Regions from separate parts of the Ovis aries genome. Here region 2 is linked to region 1. The links are chromatin contacts, called in public Hi-C maps. All regions are on one chromosome and are shown on one strand. Each heading gives the region's core, a stretch centred on a gene start, on an enhancer-like site or on the middle of the called end of the contact. The rest is flanking DNA. Distances are from core to core; before and after follow the strand shown.

Region 1 (7,826 bases), core at 2,842-5,341:
TGAACAGGCAGGGCGCCGGTGTCCGTGGCCATGGTAGGGTTCCCACCGCCGTGACGCAGCAGCCAGTTCACCACCTCGGGGTGGCCAAAGCGGGCAGCCAGATGCAGGACTGTGGCACCAGAATTGTCTCTGTCCTGTGGGAGGAGACCTCGTTAGTCCTGAGCCCGGTCCTGCCTCGCTCAGACCACTTCCTGCATCCCACCAGCCACCAGGGCCCCTCTGTCCTCTGGCGCCTGACTGGCCCCCTCTGAATCTCAGTCCTCAGGGCAGCACCACGCCTTGCATGCTGGGCTCTCACGGCGCCTGCCATTGTCCCAGCAGGAGCGCCTGTCTGTCACCCAGATGCTCAGGGAATACCCAAAGGAGTCACTGGGTCAGGAAGCGTGGCTACTGGGCCTGCTCTCAGAGTGAGGAGGTACTCCCTGCACCTAACCCTGCCCCCTCCCTCGTCCCCCCTCGCCCTCCCCCTCCCCAAGTATCCCATAAAAAGAGGCCTCAGGGTTGATGTACCTCCAACACCCCAACCTCAGTGCAGAGAGCTGCCCACCCCAGCAGACTCCCTGTTCCCAGCCCCCAGGGAACAGACTGTGTCCCTGTGGAGGAGGAAGCCTCTGGCTACTGGTGGGCAGGACCCAGGCAGTTAGCCAGTGGTGGTAGGTGTGGGCTAGAGGCAGCCCCGGGGAAGGGCTTGAACAAGATCCCCTCCCAGGCACTCCAAAGGAGACAGGCCAATGCCCTGGGCCCAGGAGTGCTGATAGCATCTTCTGTGAACATCCAGGTGTGTGTGTCTGTCGTGGGAGGCGGTATGTGACCTGCAGGCCAAGGCGGGGAAACACGGAGAACCCAGGAGTCTGGACTCAGAGGCTCGGAGTTTTGGAGAGTGGGCACTGGGTCTGGAACAGAACGAGCTCCCAGCACCCAAGCACGTGGGATGCTGGAGAGGTAGGCAGGGAGCCCGGCAGGGGCAAGGGGAGTGGGGTGGGGCAGGGTGGAGGCAGGCACTGTGGGAACAGGTGTGGCTGAGGCTGCGGGAACTGGAGAGACCCTGAGCTTAAAGAAGGTGCATCTCAGTTACAGGAGAACTGCTGAGGCTCCTCCAAGTGAAGAAGTGTTGGTTGTTTTAGTTGTGTCCAACTCTTTGCAACCCCATGGACTGTAGCCCGCCAGGTCCCTCTGTTCATGGGATTCTACAGGTAAGAATACTGGAGTGGGTTGTTAGTCCCTTCTCCAGGGGATCTTCCTGACCCAGGGATCGAACCCAGGTCTCCTATACTTCAGGCAGAAATTTTTACTATCTGAGCCACCAAGGGAAGCCTCTAAGAAATGCAGGAAGTGAGGGGGCAAGGGAACAGGGCCCAGGGGCACGGTGGGGAGGTCACAGTCAGACTGTGGGGTTGGGGACAAACAGACTGGCTGATGGGCTAGAACACAGGCAGAGGAAGGGGAGGCAGAGAAACAGCCCACAGGAGGCAGAGGACGATGCTGAGAGGCCTGTGTGCAGAATGCCCGAGGAGGACCAGAAGACTGGTTTAGTCTGTCCTCCTGAGCCCAGCAGCTTCCCTCATGGCTCAAACAGTACTAACACTCTGCCTGCAATGCAGGAGACCTGGGTTTGATCCCTGGGAGGGGAAGATCCCCTCGAGAAGGAAATAGCAACCCACTCTAGTATTCTTGTCTGGAGAATCCCACGGACAGAGGAGCCTGGAGGGCTACAGTGCATGCAACCACGGGGTTGCAAAGAGTCAGAGGCAACTGAATAACTAACACACTTCCTGAGCCCAGCGGACAAAACTGGCTAGCAGTGACCTGGACAGGCCCACAGTGAAATATGCCCTGCACTCCAGCTCTTGAGAAAAACCCTCCTTCCCATCGGGCCTGGGGACAGTGGGCCTGAGGGTCCAGGGGATCCTGATGGCTCTGGGCCTCTGGGTGGGGGTGGAGAGGGAGGCCCCAGGAAGGAGAGGATCACAGGCCTGTGACCTGTCCCCAAGATCTCAACAGCTCCAGAGGCCCCAGAAGCCTCACGTGCTGTGGCCTGCACCCTAAAGCTGCTTATCTCCCCAGGCTGAGCAGGGCCCAGGATCGAGGTCATCCTCCCGTACATACACACTTCCGCCCCCAGCACCCAAGCTGGCTGGGGCTAGAGGGCGGGGGACTTGATAAGCTGGGCACAAGGCCACCTGCTCCTCTACCTCCTTTCCAGTGGCTGGGGAGGCTTCCGGTCAAAGCTGGACACCGGAATCGGGGAGGCGTGCCACCTCCCAAAAGGGTGGGGAGGCGCCACACGCCAGGAACTCCTGATAGCAGAGCTGGCCGGGAGATAAGGGGCCTGGTCATCTTCCAGGAAGGGTGGGATGGGGGGCCTTGCCATCCTGAGGCTAAAAGGTGGGGGAAATGGGGCCTGGCTATCCCTACGGCACAGCCGGTCAGCTCAGAGTACCCCTGCCTCCTCTACTACAGCCAGTTAACACAGTGGTCTCTTGCTAAGAGGAAAATGAGTTCTGTCCCTCCATCCTTGGCTTTCCCCCACAATCATAGGATCCTGCAAATTCTGAACCCAGCCTACAATCCTACAGGACCTGGCCCTGCTGGCTCCTCCCTGCCTCATCCCACTTCAGACATGCTCACCTCTTTGCTGTCCCCGTCACAGGACAGAATGTGTCCCCCTCAGGGCTTTGTACTTCCTGCTCCTTGTGCTCGGAATTCTCAGGTCATCACCTGGCCACTTCTTCCCCATCAGCCAAAAGTTCCTTCTGAGGTCACCCCTCGGAGGGGCCTTCTCTGGCCACCTTGCCCAAGCAGCTCCCTGATGCTCCCCCCACATGGCCTAGCAGTACCTGGTGGTACCTGGCTTACTCTCTAACCTGTGTGTTTGCTGTTCAGTGTCCTGATGGACTGGCAGTTCCAGGGGATCAGGAGCACACCTGGACCCCAGGCCTAGACCCTGCTGGATGCTCTTGTTTCTGGCAGGACTGAGCAGGAAAGCTACACACCAGACCTGAGCTGCCTCCTTTACGTCCCACTCAGGAGAGGCCAGACTGGCTAATACCAGCCCTGCGGCCACTGAGTGAGACCAGGTGGGGTCTCAGGGCAGGAAGACTCAGGCTAAGCTGAAGAATCTGGGAAGTGGGAAGGTGCTGATGTCCTGGGATCCGCTCAGATCGTGGGAAGGACCCCATTTACCAACTCCCCCACTCCTTAGGGAAACATGCAACTCAACCAGAGGTAGGCTGCAAGATTTTGTGCACCACCCTTCCCAGACCTGATCCTGAGGGACATGGGCTTCTGACTCCAGGCCCTTTGTTCCCCCCGCCCACTCTCCAGGACTCCCTGGATCAGTGCGTTTCCCACACCCTCACCCTTAAATGCTATCCTGGTTGAGCCCAACTCCATTCTGGTTTATCACCTGGTAATCTTCTAGGTGGTGGCCAGCGCTTGCCAGAGCATCTGCTCGGGTACTCTCAACCCAGGAGCCCACCCTGCCCCAAGTCCTTTGGAGGGAACTCCAAATCAGGTTTGGCTCCGCGGTGCCCCAAACCATCCATTCTTGAGCCACGAGGGCTCCAAGCCAGAACTCCTTCCTGGGGAGGAAGCCCCCTCGGGGGCCCAGTGAGCGGCGCAAACTCACATGCACTCCGCAGCCTCCCTGCGAGAGCAGCCACTGCAGGCAGGCGAGGTGACCAGTGGCGGCGGCGTCGTGGGCCGGCGTGGCGCCGTTGCGCGCGCGGGCCGCAGCGGGCAGACCGGCCTCCTCCACCAGGAAGCGCAGACAGTGCAACTTGCCGGCGCGGGCAGCGTGGTGCACCGGCAGCGCGTCCAGCGGGTCGCGCAGCGAGGGCTGCAGCAGGCGGGCGGCGTGCAGGGACCGCAGCACGTCCAGGTCGCCCTGGCGCGCCGCCTGCAGCGCCTGCTCCAGGGCCATGGTGCCGCCTGCGGCGCCGCGACCTGGGCTCAGAGCGTCCCTCGAGGCGCCATACAGGGAGAGCCGGCGGCCGGGCCGTCTGGGCCTGCGGGTCGGGAGGCGGAGCGGCTGCCGGCCCGGCCTCTGTCCCGCGTTGCCTCGCCGGCTCAGCTCGGCCTCCGCCGCGCTCTGGGGCACGGGGCACCCGCGGCGCCCGGCTTAAGGCTCGGGCCTGCCCCCGCCCCCGCCCCGCCCCGCCCCCGACTCCGCCTCCGCTCCGAGCGCCGGACTGCGGCCACAGGGGCGGTGCGCCCAGGGACTTCTCTCCTAATTTATTATACCTCCGGTCAGAACGGAGAACCCAGAGGGTGATCAGACTGGGCTCGAATTCGAGAGCCGTCCAGAGCGTCCAGACGAACTCATTTATCAATCCCGTGCCAGATGGAGGCGCTGGGGACACAAGCCAGCAAACAGTGACCGTGTGATCAGAAAAGGAAAACGGGGAGCTAGGGAGTGAGTTGTGGAGGCCACGTGGGCAGGCGGGGAAGGGCCATCTGGGAAGGGGCGGTGGGCTGGGCTTTATTCGAAGGCGCACAGAGGAAAGCCCCAGGCCTGAGAGACTTGGGGAGCAAGGGCCATTCACCAGGAACCGGCCTAAAAAGTCCTTAAGGAGTTCTGGGTCTATGCCTTGGAGGGTGGCACGGGTGCTGGGTCCTCAGCCTTTCTGGGTCCCCCAGACCCTGATAACTGTCCTCAGATTTCAGATTTCCCAAGGAAGGGTGAGAAAGAAGGGGAAAAAGATGAAGGCCTGGTGTACTCTGGTTTCCAGTCCTAGAGACCCTGGGCTCAGAGACCCTGGGCTCAGAGAGCGCCCAGAGCTACCCTCTGGGGTGGGGGAGTCAACTGTGAGCTTGGGGCCCTGAGGCTGCCAAATAAAGAGAGACAGAGAAGCAGGCTGCAAGGGCTGGGGAGAGGGAGGGGGCCGGCACAGGGGAGGCACTCCAGAGCAGTCACCCGGGGAGCAGGCCTGGGACTCCTCTGCAAGGGTGCAGGATGGCTCTGGGAGGGCAGTGGGCCAGGAGAGCACAGGTACGCCAATCTGCCTGCCTGCTTGGCCAGAAGCCCTTCGTGGGAGCTGGAGGGAGGCCCTGCGGGCTGAACAGGAGAAAGAACTGCTGGAAGACGGGGCTGTGTAGCTGTGAGAACTCAGTCAGCACACCCGGCGGCCTTGAAACATCCAGTGTCCTTCCTCCCGATGGGACTGACCCTTCCTCACCACCTCCCCACTGGAGCCCTGTGAGTGCTCTGCCAGGGGCTGTTTTACCCAATGGCTAGTGGGACAGGCACAGGATGGTGCTGGAAATGCCTAGAGTGAGGGGCCTCCAGGAAGAGGTGTGTGTATGTGTGTGTTTTAGTTGCTCAGTTGTGGTCAACTCTTTGTGACCCCATGGATTGCACCACGCCAGGCTTCCCTGTCCATCACCAACTCCCAAAGCTTGCTCAAACTCATGTCCATTGAGTTGATGATGCCATCTAACCATCTCATCCTCAGTTGTCCCTTTCTCCTACTGCCTTCAATCTTTCCCAGCATCAGGATCTTTTCCAGTGAGTCAGTTCTTCTCATCAGGTGGCCAAAGTATTGGAGCTTCAGCTTCAGCATCAGTCCTCCTAATGAATATTCAGGACTGATTTCCTTCAAAATGGACTGGTTGGATCTCTTTGCAGTCCAAGGGATTCTCAAGAGTCTTCTCCAACACCACAGTTCAAAAGCATCAGTTCTTCGGTGCTCAGTTTTCTTTATGGTCCAACTCACATCTGTACATGACTACTGGAAAAGCCATAGCTTTGACTCGACAGACCTTTGTCGACAAAGTAATGTCTGCTTTTTAATGAACAGTAGGTGTGCAATTACCTGGGGCTACCACTAGGTGGCGCCACATGCAGTGGACTTTGAGTGTCATGAGCTTAGTCTCTCAGTCCTGTCCAACTCTTTGCGATCCATGGACTATAGCGCACCAGGCTCCTCTGTCCATGGGGACTCTCCAGGCAAGAATACTGGAGTGTGTTTCCATGCCCTCTTCGGGGGCATATTCCCAACCCAGGGATCAAACCCAGGTCTCTTGCCTTGCAGGTGGATTCTTTACCATCTGTGCCACATGGTACCCTCCTGAACTGGATCTTCTGGGCCTCAGTGGCCATATGGGTTTCTAGCCACTACCACCACACCAGACCCACCTCACTCCCCCATGGGACCTGTGACTGCTGGGGTCTAGGACCCTTACCCAGTGGTTTTCAGACCAGGGGAGGGAGGAGCCTTAGGCTGGCAGCGTCAGCAATTCAGTTGGCACTTGGTGCCTGCTAGAGCAGCCCTCCTATAGCCTACACAGTGGCAAGTGTACCCTGAGTGTTAGGGGTACTTTCAGGACAAAGAACTAAAGTGGCTTCTCTTTTCTGGGGGGTGTACATCACACGGCATGCAGGATCTTCCCCAACCAGGAAACGAACTCATGCCCCCTGCATTGAGAACACAGAGTCTTAACGACTAGATCACCAGTGAAGCCTGTAAAATAGCTTATCTTGAAGGTCCCTCCCTGTGCTTTCTCCATTAAAAAAAAAATCCCTGCAATTCTTATCCTTCCTTCCAAGTGGCCCCCCATTCCTGGATACTCTCATTTATCACATGGTTTTGTCATTCTGGGGATCAGATCACAGTGATGTGCTGCTGTTATGGCACTGGTCAAGGCAGAAGAGCTGTCCCTCCCACTGCCCATAAGGACTCCTCCATAGGAGTCACCTGTGAGCACCCATCCTTGCTGACCATCTTCTCAGACTCCTTTCTGAGGATGCCACTCAAAGTCAAGCTGAGATACAGGCCTTCTCTGTCCTTTCTGGGCTGCACTGTGTCCACTGGATCCTCCCAAGCATCCCTAGAGAGCCCATAACCAGTAAGAACACATTTTTGGAAGACCTAACACTTATCAGGCATCATGCCAAGCTTCATATGCATATTTAATCCCACAGGGATGCTATGAGAGAGGCACAACACTACGCCCATTTTACAGCTGAGAAAACTGAGGCACATGGAGGTTCTTTTTGTTTTGCTTATTGTTTTGGATTTTAACTTAATTATAATTTTTAAATTTATATTTGGCTGCAGCGGGTCTTTGTTGCGGCACACAGACTTTCTCCAATTGTGGTGCACTGGCTTCTCATTGCCATGGCTTCTCTGGTTGCAGAGCACAGGCTTTAGGATCATGGGCTTCAGTGGACGTGGCACACGGGCCTGCCTGCTCCATGGCATGCAGGGTCTTCCCAGACCAGGGATCGAACCCATATCCCCTGTGTTGGCAGATGGATTCTCATCCACTGGACCACCAGGGAAGTCCTGGTTTTGCTTTTTATTTTATCTTGCTCGAGGTGACACAAATAGTAAGGGGCAAAGCTCAGAGGCAGATGCTCCTGTGCCCTTCCTTCTTCCTTCTGCCCCTAAAGTTCCCTCCGCCCAGAGCACCTCCAGTGTCCCCCAGATATCAGTCCCTCCAGTGTCCCTCCAGATATCAGTTTAGGGGCTCCCTCCCCCACCTGGAGATTCTTCTGCTGGGATCAGCATCTGCCCATCCCAGTTACTTGGAAAACGGCTGTTCAGACCCCTCTCCCCACTCAAGGGCAGGGACTCAGGTGAAATATGTTCCTACTGTACCCTAAAGTGGTCTCAGCTTCCTTAAAGACTGCATCCCCGAATTCTGTCCACTGGGTTATCTTACCTAAGTTCCCTTGCTTATAAATGACTCCTTCCTCCATATAAACCAGCAAAACCCCCAGAACTCTTCCGATGAAGGGAACAGCCATGGGGGACTAGAGGAGGGACTTTAAAATCTGGGGTAGGGACTTCCCTGGTGGTCCAGTGGTTAAGAATCTTCCTGCC
Region 2 (7,826 bases), core at 3,844-6,343, 73 kb after region 1:
TCATGGGTGCCCGGGGGAGTTGGCAGTGAGGCCTGGCACTCACCCACCTGGCACTCACCCACCTAGCTCCAGCGCCCAAGTTGGGGCACTTGCTCCTCTTTGCCTTCTTGCCTGCCTGGTGCTTCCCTTTCTCCTGCCAGCAGATTTCTGTGGTTGGGCCAGGCGCTGCTCACCTTCCTGTCTGCTCAGCTCAGGGTGCTTTGGGTTTTTGGGGTCAGTGGGGCTGGGTGGGCCACCTGCCCTGGTTCATTCTCCTGTCCTGCTTTGGGGCCTGGGAGGGTCCCAGGGCCTCTTTGGTGGCCCAGCTGTTTCTCCCCCCTTGCCTCCTTTGGGGTCTTTGGGGGTTGAAGGAGCTTTGCTGGAACCTTCTTAGCCAGCAAATTGGATAAGGCAAGCGGTGCCACACAGCCTTCTGCTGGGCAGAGTCCCCCTGACGTAGGAAGATGGGGTGTTCATATGTGCCTGACTCTGGCTTTCAGGGCCTCATGGTGGAGGCTGCCAGGTGTGAACCAGCCCACGTGCCCCCAACCCATGTGGTCCTCCTGGCAGGTGTGTGCCCCCAGATGAGCCCGGAGCTCCTTTCTCACCAGCAGTGGCAGCCCCCGCCCCGCCAGTCTCCTTCCTGGCTTGCCTTCAGACTCCGGTTCAGATCCTGCTTTATGGATGCCCCCGCCACGGGCACCTTTTCAACTGCCACCTGTAGCTCCAAGGCAGGGGTGGCACTCTGTCCAAAAGTCACTGTCCTGACCTGCTTTTGCTTCTCTGGGTTGAACCTCATTCAGAAGGGACAGGTCTGGGGAGCTTCTGGCACAAGCCGTGAGGCATGCTTAGAGCTGGCTGCCCTGTGGAAACCCGCCTGGACCCTGGCAGCAAGCCCAGTGGTTCTGCCCGTGTTTGGGTGCTGGTGGAAACCCCACAGAGGACTTCACGTGTCCTGGAAATTGGTTGGACTTGTCACTGCCACCTTCTCCTTTAGGCAGTTCTGCTTTCACCGTTGGGTAAAGGAAACAACCCCCTTGCCCCGCCTCCCCCAGTTCCCCGGAACTCACGTGGAAGTGTTCCATTTTAGCACTGACATTTTCCTATCAGAGTTGGAGATGTTGGCCTCATGCTGGAGGGCTGTGGGTAGGGTGGGCAGGGGGCAGTCATCAGTGGAGCTGCCACCAAGGCTGCTGGGGGCCTGGCCTGGGCTGGCTGGACTGGAGAGCAGGACCTGAGCTTGGCTGCAGGCTGTGGGGACTCAGCCCGGCCGCTCCCTGCTGCCTTCTGGGGGAGTGCTCAGGTCACTCGGGCAGGGGCCTCAGGCCACATGCTGTCTTGGTTTCTTGGCGTCATTGTAACACATGACCACGCCTGGGTGCCTTAAAACACAGAAATGCATATGCTTTCACATCTGGAGGCCGCAAGCCCCACACCACAGGTCGGCAGGGCCATGCTCCCTCTGAAGGCTCTAGGGGAAAGGGCCTTTCTTTCCTTGTCCAGCATCCAGGCTGCAGGCAGTGCCTGTGTGTCTTGTCACAGCGTCACTCCAGGCTCTGCCTCTGTGTCGTGTGGCCTTTTCCCCTCGTGTGTCCAGACCTCCACCTTCCTCTAAGGATACCAGTTATGGGAACACAGCCCTGATAATAACCTCACCTTAACTTGACCACATTTGCAAACACCTTGGTTCCAAATCAGATCACAGTCACAGGTTCCAGGGTCAGGCTTTAGCTGATCTGAATTGTGTCAGGGGACACAGTTCAACCCCGTCCAGAGGCTCCGGGTCGGGTGGGGCCTGGCCTGGCCTCGGGGGACCTGGAGGAGCAGAAGCACAGGGCCTGCCCTCAGGACACACAGACGTGTGGGGAGCAGGGTGGCTCCTCTGGCCTCCCCATTGTCCCTTGCCTGCAGTCCGTTCCTGGAACAGCCTCTCCCACTCTGTTCCCCTGCCTTTCTCCCGCCCATAGGAACCAGCAGAGATGGTAGCCTTGCTGTGGTGAGTTCAGAGAAGGCTTTGCTCAGCACCTTTGTTTCAGCTGTGCTTTGAGTACATTTTATTTTATTATTTATTTATTTATTTTAAATATTTTATTTTTTTAATTTTTTAAATTTTAAAATCTTTAATTCTTACATGCGTTCCCAAACATGACCCCCCCTCCCACCTCCCTCCCCACAACATCTCTCTGGGTCATCCCCATGCACCAGCCCCAAGCAGGCTGCACCCTACGTCAGACATGAACTGGCGATTCAGTTCTTACATGATAGTATACATGTTAGAATTCCCATTCTCCCAAATCATCCCACCCTCTCCCTCTCCCTCTGAGTCCAAAAGTCCGTTATACACATCTGTGTCTTTTTGCCTGTCTTGCATGCAGGGTCGTCATTGCCATCTTCCTAAATTCCATATATATGTGTTAGTATACTGTATTGGTGTTTTTCTTTCTGGCTTACTTCATTTGAGTACATTTTAAAGACTGTGGATTTATTAATATTTGACATGGTTGACATGGTTTCGTGGGGCTTGCGGGATCTGTGCTCCCCGACCTAGGATCGAACCCGTGCTCCCCGCATTGGGAGCAGAGTTTTATCAACTGGACCACCAGGGAAGTCCTTTGACATGGTTTTAAATTCAGAAGGCACAGAGGTGTCACTGTGACTTTCCTCCAATCGCTGGTTCTCCTCTCAGGGGCCGTGGAAGCTTCTGGTTTCCCGGGCCTCCCCCCAAGGGTGGTCTCCACCGGGCCTGCAGGTACGGTAACCCGTCTCCCATCATTCTGAGCCTTTTCTCATCTAACGAGGCTTCTCCGAGACCCTTCCTCCCTCTTACCTGTCATGTAGGTGTAACTTAATCTAACTAGCCCCTTATTGGCGGAATTAGGGCACGGCCCGCTTTTGCACATAAAACAGCTTTTCAGTGAGTAACCTTGAACACGCTTGGTTTGGTCATGTGTGGAAACATCTGTAGGGTGAATTCCTCTTGGTGGGACGTCTGGCTTAGAGCAGCCCATGTATCTGGAGTTTGGGTGGATGATGATAAAGCTGGTTGCCCTCCGGAATTTGGTGTCTACTTAGGCTCCCCATTTGTCCACGAGTCGCCTTTCTTCATGGGGCAGAGGTGGCATGTTGCTGGGACAGGCTGGTGCAGGCGAGGTGGAGGGAAGGTCCAGGTGGGCCCAGCCAGCAGTACTGGCCTGGGCAGGTGCAGCCTAGAGCTCCAAGAGGCAGTGGGAGTTAGGCGAGGAAAGTTCCAGACCCCTGAGGGCTTCAGAGGCCTTGCTAGGGAGTTGAATCTTTTTTTTTCCTGGTTGCCCCACGTGCCATGCCGGATCTTAGTTCCCTGATCAGGGATCGAATCCATGCCCCCTGCAGTGGAAGCATGGAGTCTCAACCACTGGACCGGCAGGGAAGTCCCGGGAGTTGAATTTTTCTCCCATAGGAGGGGCCCTGCTGGGTCTGGCAGGGCCGTGGACTCCTGCTTAGGAAGACTGACTCTTGGGGCAGCAGGGTGAATGGTGGGCTCAGGCTGGGAGGCAAGATGTAGGCAGAGAAGCCCCTCCATCCACAGCCCCCGGGTGACTTCTCACACACCAGCCCTGACTCAGGGTCTCCCAAGGCCACCCTGCCCCTAGGACAAGTCCAGGCTCTGTCTCAGTCCCAGGCCTGTGTGACAAGCTCCTGGCTCCATTCTCCAGCTCGTCCTTCACTCCCATTCTCTCCCCCCAGGGGTCACTGGCCGGCTTTGGGGGACCACTGTCTGTTTCTGTACCTGCTGAGCTCTCCCATCTCTGGGGTCTTCTGAGATACCACCTCTCCTTGGAGCATCCCTCATGCCCCACCCTCTGTCCCTGGCTCACCTGCTCCCTCTCCAGGACTTGACCCAAGTGTCACTTCCTCTGAAGTTTTCCTGATGCCCCAGTGGGGGGTGGTTGCACCATCTGAAAGTGACTCTATGACCCAGGTGTGTGTGGCTTCCTCCCTGCTCTTGTCATTAGCTTAGTGTCTGCTTCAGAGGTTAGCAGGGAGGAGGCGGTGCTTGCTTTGGTTAGCCGTGGGCCCAGCCCTGGCCAACTCATCCTGTGGTTTGGGGCAGGAGTAGCTGGAATGGAGGGGGAGAGGTGGTGCGTGACAGGGTGGTAACATTCCAGATGCCACTGCTGGGAGTGCAGGGAGAGAGGAAGATGGTGGAGAGGATCTTGGGGTGCAGGATCTCTGGTCACAAGAGGCAGTGTCCCTGCCACTGGCCAGCTGAGAGGACGTGGGGGATGGGGTCACGGGAAGGGCTCCCTGGGCCAACTGTCTACTTTTCCCTGGAGCTTCTGGGGTTCAAGGATTGAGGGAGTTGCAGGTTGGCATGGGCAGAGGGGCAGAGAGAGGTGGGAGAGAGAATGGGGCACACAGAGTCCCTCCAGGATGGGGTCAGGCCCACCACCTGCTCTGCCCTCCTGAGCTGGCCTGTGTGGTGGCCATTTCAGTTGGGTGCTGCCAGTCAAATTTCAAGAGATTTCACATTAAACTCTGGATTGCCGGCTTCTCTAGAAAACTCAGAGCTTTGGTATCCTCAACTCGAACCCCTGCAAGGATGCAGCTGGCCAACTGTGAGGGCCAGTACCACCCAGTACCGCCCCTTCACCTCCCTGACCAGAGACCAGTGGGCAGTGCCGTGTGGCATCGTGCATGCTCCACTGGGCTGTCTTTGTTTCTTTTCTGATAGAAAAGAGGAAAGTGAAACACTTTTCATCTCTGTGTCTTTGCTAAAAATGGGAAAGCGGGAGTGCCACCAAGGGGCCACACGTTCCCCTGGCTGCCCTGGTTGCTCCCACTCCTGCCTGCCTGGAGGTGACACGCATTGCGGGCATTCAGGGGGAAGTGAGTTGAGGAAGACCCTGCCCAGCAGCTCCAGAGCTCTTTGGAGGAAGGAGGGGACAGAGGGAGGGTGGGCAGGTGCGGAACCATAGCCCTGGCGTTGGGGTGGAGGCTGGGATGGAATCATGGTGACGCCCTGGGAGAGGCATCTGATTTGGGGCCCCAGGGAGGGGCTGCCAGACCTGGGCTCTGGCCCTCCTTGTTTGCACAACTGCAGAGCAGAGGCAGGATCAGGTCCCTGGGGAAGGTTTGCATCTGCACCGTGTGGGTGCCAGCTGGCTTGGGGGCGCTAGGACAGTCCTTGGGCAGGACCCGGGGTGACTAGGACAAGGAGGTGGGGGTGGGCCTGGAGCTCAGTACCCTGGGGCCCCTCCGGAGTTAGTGGGATGTTGGTGCTGTGGGGTCCATCCGGACCCCCAGTGTCGCAGGGTGGCTCCAGGCTCTGTCCCGTGTCGGAGGTGCCTCCTCCCCGGTCCCTCCCTCCTCAAGCCCTCCCGGATGTGAGCACTTCCTCCTTGGCCTTGGGGCCCTCTGTTTGCTCTTCTTGGCCCTGAGCCAGCCAGGCGTTCACAGCCCCACTTTACAAACAGGCAGAAATAAGTCAGGCTCCCCAGACGCAATCTGCGTGGTGTAGAATTGTTTCAGTCCTGCCCTGTCTGGACCCCTGCCTGGCCCTTGGGCCTGTGGGTAGAGGTCTTTACTAAGTTGAAAACAAATGCCAAGGAAAGAGTTTGTTGTGGTTGTTTTGTTATTTGAATTGCCTACCTCTTAAACTTTAACAAAAAAAAAGAGCTTAGTAGTATAAGTGGGAATTTTTAAAACTCAAAACATTAAAAATATGTTCTATAACATTTTTTATTAGAGGTTACTTTTTGAGCAGTTTTTGTTTTTGCTGGAGCCTAGTTCCCCACAGTGGAAGCAGTCTGAACCCGTGGACGCCAGGGAAGTCCTCAGAGCAGCTTTAGTTTCACAGCAAAACGGAGAGTCAAGCTCAGAGGCTCCCGCATGTCCTCTGCCCCGCATGCACAGCCTCGGCCTTTATCAGTAGCCCAGCAGAGAGGTGCATCTGTCGCAGCCGATGAACCCACAGTGACGACTCTGTGTCGTACCGCAGTCTGCAGTTTACGTTGCGGTTCACTCTAGTAGTTGTACATGCTGTGGACAAATGGGTAGTGATATGTCCACCATTCCAGAATCATGCAGAGTATTTTCACTGCCCTAAAAATCCTCTGCTCTGTCTTCTTATCCCACCCCCACCCCAACCTCTGGCAAACACTGACCTTGGTTTTTTTTTTTTAAGTGTTTATTTATTTGCCAGGCCTTAGTTACAACATGTGGAATCTTTTAGTTGTGGCATGTGGGATAGAACTCAGGCCCCCTGCATTGGGAACTCAGGAGTCTTAGCCACTGGACCACCAGGGAAATCCCAACACTGACCTTTTCTTTTTTCTTTTTGGCTGCACTGGGTCTTCAGTCCTTTGGAGATCTGTGGGAGGCTTTCTCTAGTTGCGGTGCACGGGCTTCTCACTGCACTGACTTCTCTTGTCGTGGAGCACAGGCTCTAGGGCTCTCAGGCTTCAGTAGTTGTGGCACAGGGGCTTACTTGCCCTGATGGCATGTGGAATCTTCCCAGGCCAGGGATCGAACTCACCTCCCCTGCACTGGGGGCTTTCCTGGTAGCTCAGCTGGTAAAGAATCCGCCTGTAATGCAGGACACCCCAGTTTGACTCCTGGGTCAGGAGGATCCCAGGGAGAAGGGAATGGCTATGCACTCCAGTATTCTTGGGCTTCCCCAGTGGCTCAGATGGTAAAGAATCCGCCTGCAATGTGGGAGACCTGGGTTCAGTCCCTGAGTTGGGAAGATCCCCTGGAGGTGGGCATGGCAACCCACTTTTGCCTGGAGAATCCTCATGGACAGAGAAGCCTGGTGGGCTATAGCCCATGGGGTCGCAAAGAGTTGGACACTACTGAGTGACTAAGCACACACCCCTGCGTTGGCGCATGAATTTAACCACTGGCAAGTCCAAACATGGACTTTTTAAAATTGTCTCCATAGTTTTGCCTTTTCTAGTGGTAGCTTATGGTGATGGTGTCGGATTCATGATCTTTGAAGGAGAAAATTTCGCTTTGGGACCATAGACGCGGCTTCCGTCACTCAAGAGCTTCATGTGGCAAAAGTATTATTAAAGTAAAAAGGGATAGAGAAATCTTCTGACACAGACACCAGAAGGGGGCAGAAGAGTGCTCCCCCCACTAGTCTTAGCAAGACTTTATATACTTTATCAATTGGTTACTAACAGTAGATCCGAAGAATGCCTCAAGGTTGTAAAGGTCTTACAAGACCCACTCACGCAACATACATCTTAACAAGGTTAGCCAGAAGGAATGGGTTCCTGTTAAGAAGAAACAAGTCCTCGAGCAAGACACATTGATGTTATATAATCATTAGTACACAGTTTAAGGAAAAACATACCCTTCAGTTCAGTTCAGTCGCTCAGTTGTGTCCGACTCTTTGTGACCCCATGGACTGCAGCACACCAGGCCTCCCTGTCCATCACCAGCTCCCAGAGTTTGCTCACACTCATGTCCATGGAGTTAGTGATGCCATCCAACCATCTCATCTTCTGTCGTTCCCTTCTCCCGCCTTCAATATTTCCCAGCACCAGGGTCTTTTCAAATGAGTCAATTCTTTGCATCAGGTGACCAAAGTATTGGAACTTCAGCTTCAGCATCAGTCCTTCCAATGAATATTCAGGACTGATTTCCTTTAGGATGGACTGGTTGGATCTCCTTGCAGTTCAAGGGACTCTCAAGAGTCTTTTCCAACACCACAGTTCAGAAGCATCAATTCTTTGGCGCTCAGCTTTCTTTATAGTTCAGCTCTCACATCCATACATGACTACTAGAAAAACCATAGCTTTGACTAGACAGACATTTGTTGGCAAAGTAATGTCTCTGCTTTTTAATAAGCTGTCTAGGTTTGT

The links. Hi-C and Micro-C count contacts between places; a contact is called where the count stands out from the background.
Region 2: a Hi-C map of hypothalamus shows a contact between it and region 1, with 2.9 times the contacts expected there. The contact joins the enhancer-like site here to the promoter of ESPN in region 1. A contact is called at or near these places in 4 of 16 Hi-C or Micro-C datasets (hypothalamus, liver, muscle and 1 more).

What each region holds. Positions count from the first base shown.
Region 1 is chr12:46,289,995-46,297,820 of ARS-UI_Ramb_v3.0, forward strand. ESPN (espin) reads right to left here and starts at 4,092. Exons shown (of 14, transcript XM_042257331.1): 1 at 3,629-4,092; 2 at 1-134. The coding sequence starts at 3,922.
Region 2 is chr12:46,362,203-46,370,028 of ARS-UI_Ramb_v3.0, forward strand. The region is part of intron 1 of ACOT7 (acyl-CoA thioesterase 7); the gene reads left to right. Among named protein-coding and RNA genes, the nearest start is that of TRNAE-UUC, 27 kb to the left of the region's middle. Within about 2 kb of position 5,094, at least 31 of the 54 cell types and tissues checked have an H3K27ac peak or open chromatin away from gene starts, as enhancers often do. A contact at or near this core is called in hypothalamus and liver, where this site is marked.